2 separate regions of the Mus musculus genome follow, and region 2 is linked to region 1. The links are chromatin contacts, called in public HiChIP or PLAC-seq maps. All regions are on one chromosome and are shown on one strand. The core of a region is the stretch at or near the end of the contact, and the rest is flanking DNA. Distances in the headings are between cores, read along the strand shown. Region 1 overlaps Tcf7l1 (transcription factor 7 like 1 (T cell specific, HMG box)). Region 2 has its middle 26 kb from the start of Kcmf1.

What was found. HiChIP or PLAC-seq counts read pairs in DNA pulled down with a chosen protein or histone mark.
Region 2: a contact with region 1 is called in an H3K27ac HiChIP or PLAC-seq map of embryonic stem cells, with 5 read pairs. The contact joins two enhancer-like sites.

Annotation. Positions count from the first base shown.
Region 1 is chr6:72,766,117-72,773,686 of GRCm38.p6, reverse strand. All of the region lies in intron 3 of Tcf7l1 (transcription factor 7 like 1 (T cell specific, HMG box)), which reads left to right. Among named protein-coding and RNA genes, the nearest start is that of Tcf7l1, 19 kb to the left of the region's middle. Within about 2 kb of position 3,101, at least 54 of the 459 cell types and tissues checked have an H3K27ac peak or open chromatin away from gene starts, as enhancers often do. A contact at or near this core is called in embryonic stem cells, where this site is marked.
Region 2 is chr6:72,922,648-72,930,217 of GRCm38.p6, reverse strand. No RefSeq gene overlaps it. Among named protein-coding and RNA genes, the nearest start is that of Kcmf1, 26 kb to the right of the region's middle. Within about 2 kb of position 3,232, at least 175 of the 459 cell types and tissues checked have an H3K27ac peak or open chromatin away from gene starts, as enhancers often do. A contact at or near this core is called in embryonic stem cells, where this site is marked.

The DNA of each region.
Region 1 (7,570 bases), core at 1,852-4,351:
CCTCCAACTTAGAGATCTACCTGCTTCTGTTTGTTAACCTGAGCACTCTGCCATTGACCTATATCCAACCCGCAATTCTTCTTCCTCCCCCTCCCTCTCCCCCTCCTCCTCCCTCTCCCTTTCCCCCTCCTCCTCCCCCTCCCCCTCCTCCTCTTCCCCCTCCCCCTCCTCCCCCTCCTCCTCCTCCTCCCTCTCCCTCTCCCCCTCCTCCTCCTCCCCCTCCTCCTCTTCCTCCTCCACTCACAGAGATCGATCCTCCTGGGATCAAGGCATGCAGCACCATGTGTGTGGGACCACACCTAGCAAGGCAAAGAGGATCTTCCCCACCAATAGCATCTTCTTTTCCAGTTAGATGCATCATCATCAAGGAGACGCTCACAGGCAGCTGCCCCTTTCTGGGGTTAGCACACCTACCTCTCTTACTCATTAGTCACTCCTGGTGTCTGCAATCTGTGTTATTTATTCCTTTTTCATGCATTAGCTGTATTTCTTTAAAAAATGATAGTATCTGGCACCAAATATCTTGTTCCTTTAGATCAAAGGGCAGGGGCAGTAAGTTAACATCTACAGATTAAATCCATTCTGCCACTTTTATAAGTAAAGTTTTATTAGAACACAACTGTGTTCATTCATTTGCACAGTTAGGGCCTGGTAAGGGACCTAGTCTCTTAGGTGAGATGGAGGCTCTATTGGCTTACAGAGTTAGAAGATCTACTGGCCAGGTTTTTAACAGAGTAAACAAATCAGACCTTTCCCATGGGTTAAGCATGATTTCAGTGCTTGACTCTTTACCTTACTCTTTTGCGTTAATGTCTCCTGTCTATGACAATGCACATTGAACTTAGCGATTTAAACCCACTCACTGTCCTCCATTCTGTTTGCAAATGCCACCCTCACTGATACTCAAATTATCTCATCTTTATCCAATCGGTACTTCCTCTAATTGGCTGCTGAGTTCTTTGGACAAGTCGGAGCATGGCAGGACATTCCAGGTCTGCCCTATCCGTTCCTGCCCCAGACCTGGAGCTAGTCTTTTTGAGAAGCAGTTGACTTCTTTTAATGGGAACAGGTATTTAGAAACCTCCGTGTAAATACTAAAGTACACATGCAAAGGACTCAAGGACACCAAACAGTACCACGGAGACTAGAAGAGAATAAAATATGTCCGGTGTTTTTCAGAACATCCTTGCTCTAAAAGAAATTATTTCCAGGCTGGGCGTGGTGACGCACGCCTTTAATCCCAGCACTTGGGAGGCAGAGGCAGGGGGATTTCTGAGTTCGAGGCCAGCCTGGTCTACAGAGTGAGTTCCATGACAGCCCGGTCTACACAGAGAAACAAACGAAAAAACAAACAAACAAAAAGAAATTATTTCCAGTATACTCTTGGGGAGAGGGTCTCACTGCAGCCCTTACTGGCCTAGAACTTGCTGTGTAGAACAAGCTGGCTTCCAACTCAGAAATCAGTCTGCCTCTGTCTTTTGGTTAACCCTCTGCCTGGGTTAAAGGTGCGCAGCCCATGTGGGGGCTTCAGTATACTCCCAATGCTGTGTCATGTTCCTCTGTTTATTTAATAATTGTAATTGGACACGGCAATTGTTTCGTAAGTAAAGTCTCTTCTGTACTTATATTTTGTTCTCCCAATTGAAAAGCACATATATTCCTGCCAACCAGTAGCATTTCAACAATTACTAGCCGTGGCTGGCGAGATGGCGCACCTAGCACGGGTGCTCATGTAGAGGACTCACGCTTGGTTGCCAGCACCCACTTCCAGTGGCTCTCAACTGCCTGCAGCTTCACCTCCAGGAGCTCCCATCCTCTCTCATCTGGATCCAGACGTATGCACTCACGCATGCGCGTACCTAGATAGTCACATACATATGCCTGTAATTAAAAATAAATATACATATAAAGGAACAAGCTCACTGGAGGGCTTTCATTCATCTCCCATAGGATGTCCAGGTGGTTCTGAAGGGGCACACACAGGTAGTGAGGGTACCAATACCTGCTTCACCTCCGTGCCTCTAACATCACCACACTGACTACAAACATTTGTCAGCTGATGAGGATGTCTGCTCATGGATCAGGTGGACTTTCAGATCTTACCAAGACTGAAGCTACCACTCAGCAACAGCTTCCTATTCAGTGCTGAGCCTGAGGCAGGAGGACCTACTCCGAGGCTGGACAGATGGCATAGGGTTGCAGGTGTGCACAGAGAATAGTGTCCAGCGCACAGCAGAGGCTTTGTCAAGGCAAGGTTGTCAGGATCTCTCTGGCTGGATTATAGGTGGGCTGCCACATTTATCTGACATCTACGTGATTCTAGAGTTCCAAACTCTGGTCCTCCTTCGTGTGGGCAAATGCTTTAATCACTGAGCTGTCTGTGAGGCCTCCATCTTATGTTTGTCAGAATGGGTTTCATGTAACCCAGGCTAGCCCCAACCTTGCTATGTAGCTGAGGACGACCCTAAATTCTGATCCTCCTGCCTTTGCCTCCTGAATGCTTGGATTATAGTCCTGTACTTCATTGCCCAGTTTATGTGATGCTGGGGCCTTTGTGCATGCCTGGCAAGTTACATACCAGCCTGTTAACTTTAATTACCTTTTTTTTTTTTTTTTTTTTTTTTGCTAGGGATCAAACACAGGTCCTCATGAATGCCAGATAAGTGATCTACCATTCAGTGATTATCTTTACTCCCTAATGTTTAATTTTGGGCTGCCAGTTTTCTTGAATTTATATTCCAAAGGACCCTGGCTATTAAATTTTTATTTTGATCAGTGTGACTCTGAGACACTGCCTCCGATATAAAATCTGCCTACGTGTGTGAATACTTGATATTGTTTATTTCTATTTCTCTCTGTGCACAGAATGTAATAAAATAAATACAAAGACCCGCCTTCCTGGACGTTTGTGGGCTAACAAGAGCAATCATTGTGTGCTTCTGTTATCCTCCACTGTATAGTTTTGATAAGTCGATTATTGGTGCCCAATCGTTTCACTTTGCTTATTATGGTAGATTTTTCCCCCTCCCCATGCCTCTCATAGCTGAGGCTGAACAGCCTTCTAAAAACAAATAAAGCCGAGGTCTGAGCTGGCAGTGGGACTTTGAACCTGGTCCCCTGGTTCATGTCTGTGGACTTGTATGTGAGCGGTTGTGGCCATATGTTGTTTTAGGGCCATGCCAAGGAAAATACTTTAGAATCACATTAGAAACTCAAGGTATTTTGGCCTCTTAAGAGGACACGTGGTAGTTTTCCAGTTATATGAACAAGGGCTTTTGTTTCATACTGAAGTTTCTTATGGGCTTTGAGAACAATAGGCTTCTCTCAGTTTTCCCATAGGTCTTTGGGATGCTAATAGGTAGGCCGCACTCACTGTGTTCCGTCTGGGGAGACTTCTCAGGCCTTTGACATGCCATTTTGGACTTCTTCAAGGGAGTGGGTCGGCAGGATTCCTCTGCTTGCTTGGCCAAGGCTTTCCGCTGTGTTTGAAATCTTAGCCTTCTACGCCTCCGCCTCGCAGCCTCACCTATGGCTCCCTGCTGCAGATTCTTAAGCACACTGCACTGTTGGCAAACACATGGCCTCCTCATCCAAAACACACTTGTCTCCTGGATCCTAAACTTGCTGAAGGTGCCAGGGAGTGGATCTGTTATGTCCCATTGCTATTACATTCTTAGCACCAGGCACAGGGAAGGCCTTCACTCGGTATTTTTTGAATGAATGAGGGAGCCGTAGAGAATACCTCCTGCCCCCAAGTAGCACCAATTGGGAACCACCCCTCCACAGAAGCCATTTTCAGGATGAGAACCATACATAGATGGGTTTGTTGACTCTTCTACTCTTGGGCTTCATGTTCAAATACAACCAGCCGGGGTGCTAGAGGCCCTGGTCATTTTAGTTCAGGTACAAGGCACGTCCAGCAGGAAGCGGTCAGTTTATTTAAAGATGAAGCACTGTGCTTGAAATAACATGTCTCCCTTCCCTCGGTAGAGCACGGTGAGCCGACCGGGATTAGAACCTTCATTTCCTGATACCTGTTGCGGGGGCCGTTCGGCAGCCCGCAGCCCCTTCCAGTACTGGTAGTTACATCAATGGGAACCAGTGTTTCCGACTGTTGGGGAGGGAAGAAATCAGACTCTCCTTTGTACGCTAATTAGCACAGGCAGAACAAAAGGCCTAGCTTGGTTTTCGAGTTCAACTTTGGCTCATACGCAATTCGCAGTGAAGATAATGATCTCAGATAAATTAAAAACAAATGTTAAAGAAGTCATAATGAGGTAGGAAGGGAATTCAGGATTCCTGTTTTCAAATAACACTGGGTAAACAGACTTCTCCCTGAAGCAGACATTCATGTCTCCTCCTCCACTTCCCCACCGTTTTGAGCCTTTGGGTTCAAAAATCTTGTCTTGATACCTAAACCTGGAGAGGTGGGCCGGCGTGTGCTGGTCTGGTGTCAGTGTGCACGAGAGCCTCACTCACCACGCCATTAGTTCTTTGGAACTAGGAAAATGGAACAGAGGAGTTGGGTTGAGTCCACCAAGTCAAAGGGAATCGCACATTTGGCAAAATGCCCCTTGCCTCAGGAATGACCGCCACAGCCTGCTGCCCTGGCGTGCTTCCTTTTCCTCCAGTCTGCTGAAGGCAAGGACCGGGCAGGGAGCACACAGAAACCCCCTGTGTTCTTTCTTCTCCTCCAGGCTGAGTTCCTGAGTACATTCTTGACCAGATGGGGGGAGCTGGGGGCCCGGAGAGCTGCTGCATTCAATGGGACTCTGTATGTATATGCCAAATGAAGTCTACAGGCGTCTTTACGAGCCCAGCGACCGTGCTGGCAGATGTAAAGAAACTCAGAAGGCCTGTGTATGTGTGGAGTCTCAACTCCTAGCAAGTTTCCATGAGTGCATTCAAGGACTCTATACATGGAAATTCAGTTCCTCTACTGACCCCCACCCCCGCCTAGAGACGAGAGTCTCCTGTAGCAAAGGATCATCCTGATTCCTGGTCCTCCTGCCTCCACCTTGGCGTGCTGCGATTACAAGTGTGTGCCACCTTGCCTGGTTGATGCCCTGCTGGGAATTGAACCCAGGGCCTCATGCAAGTGAGGAAAGCATTCTACCAACTGAGCTACAACCCAGCCCATCCTATTTACTCTTCTCTGTATTAGTGTGTGTCACTTTAGTCTGTGCGAGTGCGCTTGTGTCCCACATAGTTTTTTTTTTTTTTTTTTTTTTTTTTTTATGACAGGGTTTCTGTGTGTAGCCCTGGCTGTACTGGAACTCACTCTGTAGGCCAGGCTAGCCTTGAACTCAGAGATCTGCCTGCCTCTGCCTCCGGAGTGCTGGGATCAAAGGCTTGCACCACCACGCCCGGCCCTCGCATTGTTTTCGATGGCTGGACACGCCCCAGCAGACTTTGGTAAAGTCGGAGAGATTTGGGATGCTCAGAATCTTGTGGAGGAGACATATTAGTAGCATCTAGCTAGGAGAGAGGCCAAGGATGCTTATGCTAAGCAATCTTTAAGACAGCGAGGGGGAGAGACCTTTAAGTGACAAGAAGCCAATGAGGCAGCTCATGAGAAGCCTGTCAGTTCCTCTACTGACCCCTCTACTGAGAGGACCTGAGCTTCTCTCGTGTGTGTGTGTGTGTGTGTGTATGCGCATGCGCGCATGTGTGTGCGTGCGTATGCACATGTGCGCACACATGCACACATACCTCAATATTTGTGGCAGTCAGAGGACAACTTCAGGAGTCTGTTCTCTCCTCCTACCATGTGGCTTCCAGGGGTGGAACTCAGGTCATCAGATTCGGTGGCAAGTGCCTTTACCCACTGAGCAGCCTGGTTGGCCTTCCACCTTAGTTTTGGATCTAGGATCTCTCACTGAATGTAGAGCTTATTGGTTGGGGGTTGGGGTTAGGGGCTAGCTTGCCAGTGAGCTCCAGGGAAGTCCCACCCCTGCCTCCCTAACTCTGGTATTTCAGATGCTCCACCTAGCTTTTTACTTGGGTTCCCATTCTATGTATATAGCAAGCATGTTATCAACCGAGCCATCTCCCAAGTCTCTGAGCACTTTTTTCAGTGATAACACTTTCTCTGTTCTGTGGCCCAGAGAATATTCTATTCATCCCTTCACTTAATCCTCAGAAAGACCCCTGTAGTGGGAACCAAGGCTATATCCTTGTACTCAAGATGAAATCAAAGCTCAGAGAGGTCAGCATCCCTACCTGAAGGCTCACAGCAAGTCAGGGGAAGGGAGAAGACTTCATTCAGATCCAGGCTTATCTTACTCAGCTCTTACTATGCGGTGTCACATCCCATGATAGCTTCTGTGAACCTGCACAGTGTAGTCTATACAGAAAAGATGCTCAACTGGACACGTAGTATGTTGTTGTGTGCTGAGGCTCTATTGCCGATATGGGTCATTCATGTCTGAGCTTTGGGGGTGCTGGGCTTTGGCCCTCACCCACAGGGTGGCTCTGGTGTGTCTGTGATACTTGCCAAGAAGGTGTCTGGACCTTCTGTTGAGGAGCAGTAGCTGGAACAATGGCCCATTTGCCCTCAGGGGACTGAGGGAGCAAAGTGAGGGGGGTGGGCAGGGCAGAATGGAGAGACCTTGGTAGCTTTACCAGTCTTGGGGTTAGTAAACTGTGAGGACAATTAGTATAATTACTCGCCATTTATGAAGAGAGGGAACATGAATTTTAGAGGTAACTTCTGGGGTAGAGAGAGGCCTGGAAACGTAGAACGCTGTTCTGAGGTCAGAGAAGAACATTCTGCAGCAAGGGGGCCGTGGGTGAGCCCACAGACAAGCCCAGGGGACTGAGGGTAGCTGAACGGTCTTTGGAACCCCCAACCTGAGCTTCCCTATCCGGTATCTCCTGAGCAGCTGAAGCCTGTAACACGCTGCAAGGAAAAACTCTCATGCTTTTTAAAAACATGAGACGGTTTAGATGTGCCCTGTTCTCACCTCTACCCTAAGGACAAGCATGTGTTTCGGTTACCAAACTCTATCTAGCCTAGGTTAGATTAAGTGTTTTCTCGATCCCCTTGGGAGTGGGGGATAGTGAAGTTTCCTGTCTCCTTTCTAGGAGGGAAGTTCGAGCACTGTCTACTCTTGCTCTGTCTTCCATCCACATGTCCTGCTTTAAGATACTGATTCTGTGGTTGTCAGTAAGTGAATAACTGACTGGAATAGCATGCCGGTTGTCCTCTCAGTGAGGTGTCTTGTGGAGCCCGGTCCTTTGGACATGCTTTAAAATACCCGTGGTGCCGGCTCACTCATAGAGCCTCTGGCATGACACAGGCGAGAGCCCTTCCCACACCCCACGCTGTCTGTCTGTCTGTCTGTCCCTCTTCAGAAGCTTATGCTGTACTGTAATGAGGAGGATTTTCTTATTGTTGAAATGTGTGTTTAAATCTAACCGTGCTTTTCATCTGTGCCACGAGATGTCTTCCCCTTGGGCCGTTTTTTTTCCCTCAGAGTTGGCTGAGAGGCCCTTGGAAGCACAATTGGGCTTTGTGGTGAGGAGGGTTTACAGTGCCCTGGAAGGTGGGGCCAGTCTTGTCTAAATA
Region 2 (7,570 bases), core at 1,983-4,482, 160 kb before region 1:
TAGGCCTTTCCCAGCATAAGTCAAAGTGCCCGACTCCTGGGTAATAAGGCTTACAACATACCTGGTAAACCTTACTCTGGGGATCAATCCAGGACTTTAAGCTTGTTAGGTGTGGTAATTTAAATGAGAATGGCCCTCTCTAGGCTCATCTATTTGAAAGTTTAGTCATCAGGGAGAGGCTTTACTGGAAAGATATTAGGAGGTGTGGCCTTGCTGGAGTGGGTGTGGCCTTGCTGGAGTGGGTGTGGCCTTGATGGAGGAAATGTGTCATTTGGGGTAGGCTTTGGGGTAGGTTTCAAAATCTTAAGCCACACTCAATGTCTCTCTCCTTCTAACCGCCTTTGGATCCAGATCTGGAACTCTCAGTTCCTCCTCCTGCACCATGTCTGCCTGCAGGCTGCCATGCTTCCCTCCATGATGATCATGGACTGAAACTCGGAAACTGTAAGCCAGGCCCAGTTAAATGTTTGCCTTTATAAGAGTTGCCGTGGTCATGGTGTCTCTTCACAGCAATGAAATTCTAAGTAAGACACTAGGCGACCACTCAGCCAGCAGCAGTTTTTTTGGTTTTGAGACAAGGTCTCACTTAACAGCTCAGCCTAGTCTAGGATTTACTATGTAGCTAGGTGATTTGAATGAGAACGTTCTCCGTAGTCTTAGGCATCCAAACGTTTGGTCCCTGCTTGGTGATGCTCTTTGGAAAGGCTTAGGAGATGTGGCCTTGTTGGAGGAAACAAAGCCCACATCACAGTCATAAAAACAGAGATTCACAGAAACAGACGCTGGAACGCATGGAAGGCCTCCCGGTCTGGTCTCCCAAGAAAGTCCTTTTCCCAAGATCTAGCATGTAGACAAAAGCCATTTCCTTGGGGACTTGAAGAAAGTTCCTGCTTGCTAAAAAGGAGTCATTCTCCTTATCTCTGGCATGAGGAACTTATGGCCCTTTATTAACCCATGACTGTGTTAATAAACTGTCTATTAACTTGTCAAGGTCAGTACACCTCTAAGCTCCCACAGTCCCCGCTCACGAGCCCCACATCAGCTCACAAGCCCCCTTTCTTCCATCCCCATTTAACCCTGAAAAATCTTTCCTGTCCCTTCTCTTTGCTTTCCCAGGAGACAGTCTTGGCAGTTTGGAATAAACTTTTCCCTTTTCAACCACGGACTGGCTATTTTGGTTTCTTTACTGTGCCCATTTTCATTTACTCCCCAAACCAGCTTGGGATGGGGATGGGCTGCGATAGCAGAGGCTATTTTCTTGGTGGTGCACACCCCTAAATTTTAAAAGTCGAGGATAAAAGCCGGGCACAGAACATTGGAGGAGAAGGCTGGAAAATCAGAGAATCTCAAGATCAGCGCTGGAGATTTGGATCAGCATTTACGAGCATAGAGCAAGTTTGAGGCCAGCCTGGTCCACATGAGACCCTGTCTCAAAACAACAGCTAAAAACCTCAAAGACGAAGGCCAACAGGCCGCCCCTTGGGTTAAGGTGCCTGCAGCTCAGCCTGATGATAGGAGCCAGTTCCCAGAAACCACCTGGTGGAAGGTAAGAACCAAAGGACTGACTTCTTCAAATTGTCTTCTGACCATCACACGTTTACACACACACACACAAGCTAGGCCTAATGTAGTGGTACCTGCTTTTAATTCCAGCACTCAGGGAGGCAGAGGCAAATAGATTTTTTGTGAGTTCAGCCTGGTCTATATAGGAATTCCAGTCCAGCCAAGGCTACATAGTAAAACCCTGTCTCAAAATAAATAAATAAAATAAAAGTAAACTTTAAAATGTAGTTAAAAGATTTTTTAGAAGATTTAATTTTCTTTTTTAATTGACCAGGCAGTGGTGGTACACTTTTTTAATCTCAGCACTCGGGGACAGAGACTGACAGATCTCTTTGAGTTCAAGGCCAACCTGTGTGAGACCACAACAGGAAAAATAGACCTTACAGGTTGAGTTCTGTTTGCAATTAAGAATATATTCCTGTTTGTCCTACGTGTGTTTGAGCCATTTGCACCAGATGGACTTGATCCCATGTGGGCAAGAATTACATCAGAATGTACACTTGCCCCTGATGGATAGAAGGTCAATTGTGGGGTTTGCCTTTTTAAGCATCTGAAAACTGTGACTTGGGAGCATTTTCCTTAAAACTCAGGTGTGGGCCTGGCTAGAGTCCAGTAACCTGGCCAGTATTTAATTAAAGATTGTTTCAAATTTGGCTTGAAAGTGTGGTAGTGATCTTATTTTTGACAAATAGGATTATTGCCTGGTCTACAGAACAAGTTCCAGGATAGCCAAGGCTACACAGAAATCCTGTCTCAAAAGCAACAACAGCAAAAAGATGTGCATGTATCTACCGAGGCCAGCGGGGTCATCAGATCCTCCTGGAGCTGGAGTTACAGGCAATAGTAAGAAATCCGACATGGACTCTGAGCATCAAACTCATCCTCTGTAAGAACAGTGTGGGCTCTACTACACCATCTCTCCAGCCAAAGACCAAAGGAGAAGTATTAACAATGAAAACAGGAAGGTTTTCATTCCTAAAGCCTACATTTAAAAAAAAAAAAAATCATTAAGCCAGGATTAGTAGCATACCAGTTCCCAAGAGGCACTGGCAAAAGAGAAGCGAATTCCTGTGAGGCCTAGGTTATCCTGGCCTCCATAGGGAGTTCCCAACCATGTCAGCCTTGGCTACAGAGTGACACTTTAGCTTTAGAAAAGGAAAAAAGAAAACAGAAAAAAAGCCAAAGCTACTATAGCATCATAATGACATACTGCCAGTATACATCCCTAGGGTTTGTTGAGTGTCAGGTTGGGTGTGGGAAGACTTCAAGAGATCGAATGGCCATAGTAGACAGCAAGAGAGGATTACACTAGCATGGGAGGTTCCTTGGGGCCTGGGCCAGTATGGAGCCTGAGGTGTGCCTTGTCTATGCACTGTGGTCAGCACTCAGGCCCTCTCGACTTCTCACCTGGACCCCGGATCATTAGCAGGTGGGGGCAAGCTGCCTTGCCCCCACCTGCTGTCCAGATATGACTTCCTGTTTGGCAAGTTCTGAGGGTTCCTCTCCCTGCTCCTCAAACTCCCCTTTGTTCATAAACTTGGCATTCGACATCCCTAGCCCTTATCCCTCCCTTCAGCCAGCTGGAATTTCCTGTCCCACTGTCCTCCCAGCAGGAGATTCCATTCCCGGCTCTGAGTCACTTTGGGGTGACTCAAGTGTGACTCACTCCACCGAGGTCCCTCCCACTTCAACTTACCTCGGCTGGGTGTGGCTCCTGCCCATTCACTGGCAGGGATCTTCTTTCAGCCACAGCTGATGTGAGACTCCTCCCACATCCCAGGAACCTGGCATGAGAAAGGGACCCTCAACAAAGGAGCAATCTGGCCAGTGCCGAGGCTGCTAGATGACAGAAGCTCAAGCATTCCAAAGCCTGAACAAGAAGTCGCTGAGCTGGTTTCTCTGTCCCCACCCTCCTCAGACCCTGCCTCTAGCTACAATCAAGGCTCATCTGGCTTTTCAGAAACCCACCTTTCTGCCCCAAGGATCACTCCAAATACCCATTTCCAGCTGGGAGCAACTATGGATCACAGACTGAGCTAACAGTAGTTATGATCAGGAAAGTATTCAGTTTTAAGTAGGATACAAACTTATGTACTGAGCAGACAAAAACAAACACACAAAAATCTCACAGGAAATAGGAGATACTTTATTCTGGAGTCAAATCTGAGTGATCATGACCCAGGAACAAAAATTTAAGTCACCACAAATTCCATGTTCCAATGTGGTAACAGTCTGATGAAGTGTCGTTGTTGTAGTTTTGGTTTTCTGAGACAGGGTTTTTCTGTGTAGCCCTGGCTGCCCTGGAATGATGCTTGCTGGTTCATTTGCTGGCTTACTCCTCTCTGTCAAGGCTCTAACTTAACCAGCCTCTTAGACAACCCAGAAACGCCTACTTGGGGAATGGTTCTGCCAACAGTGGGTTGGCCCTCCCACATCCATCATTAATCAAGACAGTTTCCCACAGACATGCCCATAGGCCAATCTGATCTAAGCAACTCACATAAATCGGCTTGTGCACACCTGTAATCACAGCTCTTGGAAAGTAGAGGCAAGAAAATCAGGAGGTCAAGGTTAGCAATGATATCTCAGGGGGCTTAGAGACAGCGTGGAGTACACAAGACCTTGTCTTTAAAAAAAAAAAAAGGATGGGGAAGTGGGGTGGCGAGATGCTCTGTGGTGGTTTGAATGTACTTGACTCAGAGAGTGGCATTCTTAGGAGTTGTGGCCTTGTTGGAGTAGGTGTGGCCTTGTTGAAAGAAGTGTGTCACTATAAGTATGGGCTTTTATGAGACTTTCCTTTGTCAATGCAATTAATCTGATTCCTTAGGAAGACTCTTCAGACAACAAAAAGTAGCCATATTCTTCACCAAAAACAGTCTTAGGCCATATACTAACATTCTTCTCCTCTGAAACTTTTGAAGCAAGACCCCCACAGTTCAAGCCACACTCAGCATCAGTGATGCCATATTCTTACTAGGATGGCCCATTAAACCCCACTTAAAGCATTCCACTGCTTTCCAAATCCAAAGTCCCAAAATCCACATTCTTCCAAACAAAAACACGGCCAGGCCTATCACAGCAATACCCCAGTTCCTGGTACCAACTTCTATCTAGGGTTTCATTGCAATGAAGAGACACTATGGCCAAGGCAACTCTTGTAAAGGACAAACATTTAATGGGGGCTGGCTTACAGGTTCAGAGGTTCAGTCCATTATCATCAAGGCAGGAGCATGGCTGCATCCAGGCAGGCATGGCACGGGAGAAGGAGCTGAAAGTTGTGCATCTTGTTCTGAAGGGAACTGGGAGAAGACTGTCTTCCAAGCAGCTAGAAAGAGAGCCTCAAAATCCAACCCCACGGTGACACACTTCCTCCAAAAAGGCCACACCTTGTGATAGTGCCACTCCCAGGGCCAAGCATATTCAAACCACCACAGGTTCAGTGGTTAAAGATAAGCAAAAGACTAGAGAGATGTCTTAGCAACTGAGAGCAGTGGCTGCTCTTCCAGAGGACCTGAGTTCAACTTCCAACACCCACACAGCAGCTCACCACTGTCTGTAACTCCAGTTCCAGCAGATCTGATACCCTCATACAGGCATACATACAGAGAGCATACATAAAAAGAGCATACATAAACTGTCCTTGCAGAGAGTTCACAATACCCATATCAAATGACTCACAGTTACTTTAATGGGCACCTGTACACATGTGGCAGACCTCACACATGCATAATTTAAAAAAAACAATACATTTTTAGAAGAAAGAAGAAAAAGTACCCACAATGGCCCTGCTGCTGCCTCTTGCTGTCGTCACCACTCCCCTGTGTATTGGATCCCCAAGCCAGCTCTCTTAGGCCCTGCTCCATCAGAACACAGGTAACCAGGCCTGGACAACAGTATGGTCATGGTTCTTGAAAAGAAGACTGTGACACTATGCTCTGCCAATGATTTGTTTCTTGTTAATATTACTTTACTTTTTCATTTTAAGGTAGTCTCTCTACGTAGGTCAGGCCCACCTAGAACTTGAAGTCCTCCCGCTTCAGCTGCTCGAGTGTTGGAATTACTTGTATGCACCATGGTGTCTAACCTAATAGTCTAATTCATATATATTCATATTCATTCAATATGGTAATTCAACATACACATATTGTATATAATGATCAAACCAACATAGGTAGCATTTTCAGCTCTGTCAACAGCTTCTTGGGGCTTGGGGAGAGAGTTGAGGGGGTCAAGTGCTTGTTCTGCAGCTGTGTGGACCTGAGTTTGGATCCTAAGAAGCCACACAAGTCCCAGGAGCTCAATGGCCAGCCCATCTAGGCAAGGTGGAGAACACCATGCTCACCTTAGAGACTCTGTCTCAAACTAAGGTGGGGAGGGAGGGAGAGAGCAAGAGAGAAAGAGGATGATAACCCCTGACATCCCTCCATTTCTGGCCTCTGCATTGGCACATGGGGAGCACACCTCCACATACAAACATACACCACATTACACATGGGGGCAGAGCACATTATTTTGGTTTTCTGTGGTGCTGGTTAGGACCCAGGGACTAGCTTATGCTATGATCATCAGTGTGCTACACCTGAGCCTTAAGTTCTTATTAATGGGTATTAACTATATTGTGAAGTGGAAATTTAAGGGTTCTTGGGAAAGTCAGTTGGATGGTGTTCTGCTGAGGAAAACATGTGAAGGAATGTTTAGTTAAAGTGGACACAGGTGAAAGGCTAAGACAGACTCTTGAAGAACATTTTGCTGAAGCAGACACAGGTGAGAGGATGTTCTGCTAAAGCAAGCATGTGAAATATATGTGATGAAAGATTCTTTGCTAAGGACACATGTATTGGTCCACCTTACATTTCGTAGTGGAGCTGCATTTGTCAAAACTCCATAGAGAGAAACGCACCCAAAAAAACTTCTAGTGGTGTGCTGCAGTTTGTTGCCGCTTCCGGGGACTCAGGCTGATTGGATGCACATGATGAGGCAGGCCTGTGCTGAGGCAAGGCACATGGAGGACACATGGTTGTGTTGGATTTAAATAGGACTCGAAGGGGCAGAGCTTGGCTTGCTGATAGAGCTAGCTGTGCATCCTTTGTGGCACAGCAGGGAACTTACTCTGGTGCTCCGCCTGCTCCCTCCTCCTGCTCCCTGGAGGCTGAGGCCTGGCTGTCTCTGTTAGGGACTGCCATAGCTGCTGACTCCTGTTTGCTAACACGACTCTCCCGAAATGGATTGCTGATGTATCCGTGAAGTGGATGGAGCTGCCTCTGCTGACCTGTGAACTGAACTGCTGATTTCCAGACAACACAGATGGGAGTTGCTCCAAAGAGCCTTTCGAAACAGGTTCACTTCCCCCCATATCCTTTCTTTCCCACTACCTCTGGTGGGTGGTGGGCTAAAAGGGATGTTAAAGTGTTTAAGAACCATCATTAAAAATAAGTTTTGAGGGCTGGAGAGATACCCCAGCAGTTAAGAGCACTGACTGCTGTTCCGAGGGTCCTGAGTTCAAATCCCAGCAACCACATGGTGGCTCACATCTACCCGTAATGAGATCTGACACCCTCTTCTGGTGCATCCAAAGACAATTACAGTGTACTTATATGTAATAATAAATAAATCTTTAAAAAAAAAAAAAGTTGCTGGGCAGTGTTGGCACACGCCTTTAGTCCCAGCACTTGGGAGGCAGAGGCAGGCGGATTTCTGAGTTTGAGGCCAGCCTGGTCTACAAAGTGAGCTCCAGGACAGCCAGGGCTATACAGAGAAACCCTGTGTTGAAAAACTCTAAATAAATAAATAAATAAATAAATAAGTTCTGAAAAAAATTAAAATTATAACATTATATAGTTACTATATTATATGTAGTTAAAATATATATTTATAATAAGTATATGTAGTTATTACTCATTAATAAGTAATATAAAATATATACTATATAGTTATTATATGTAATATATAACCATATATTAAAATTATACATAACATAATAACCATATGTAATATATAATAATCATAG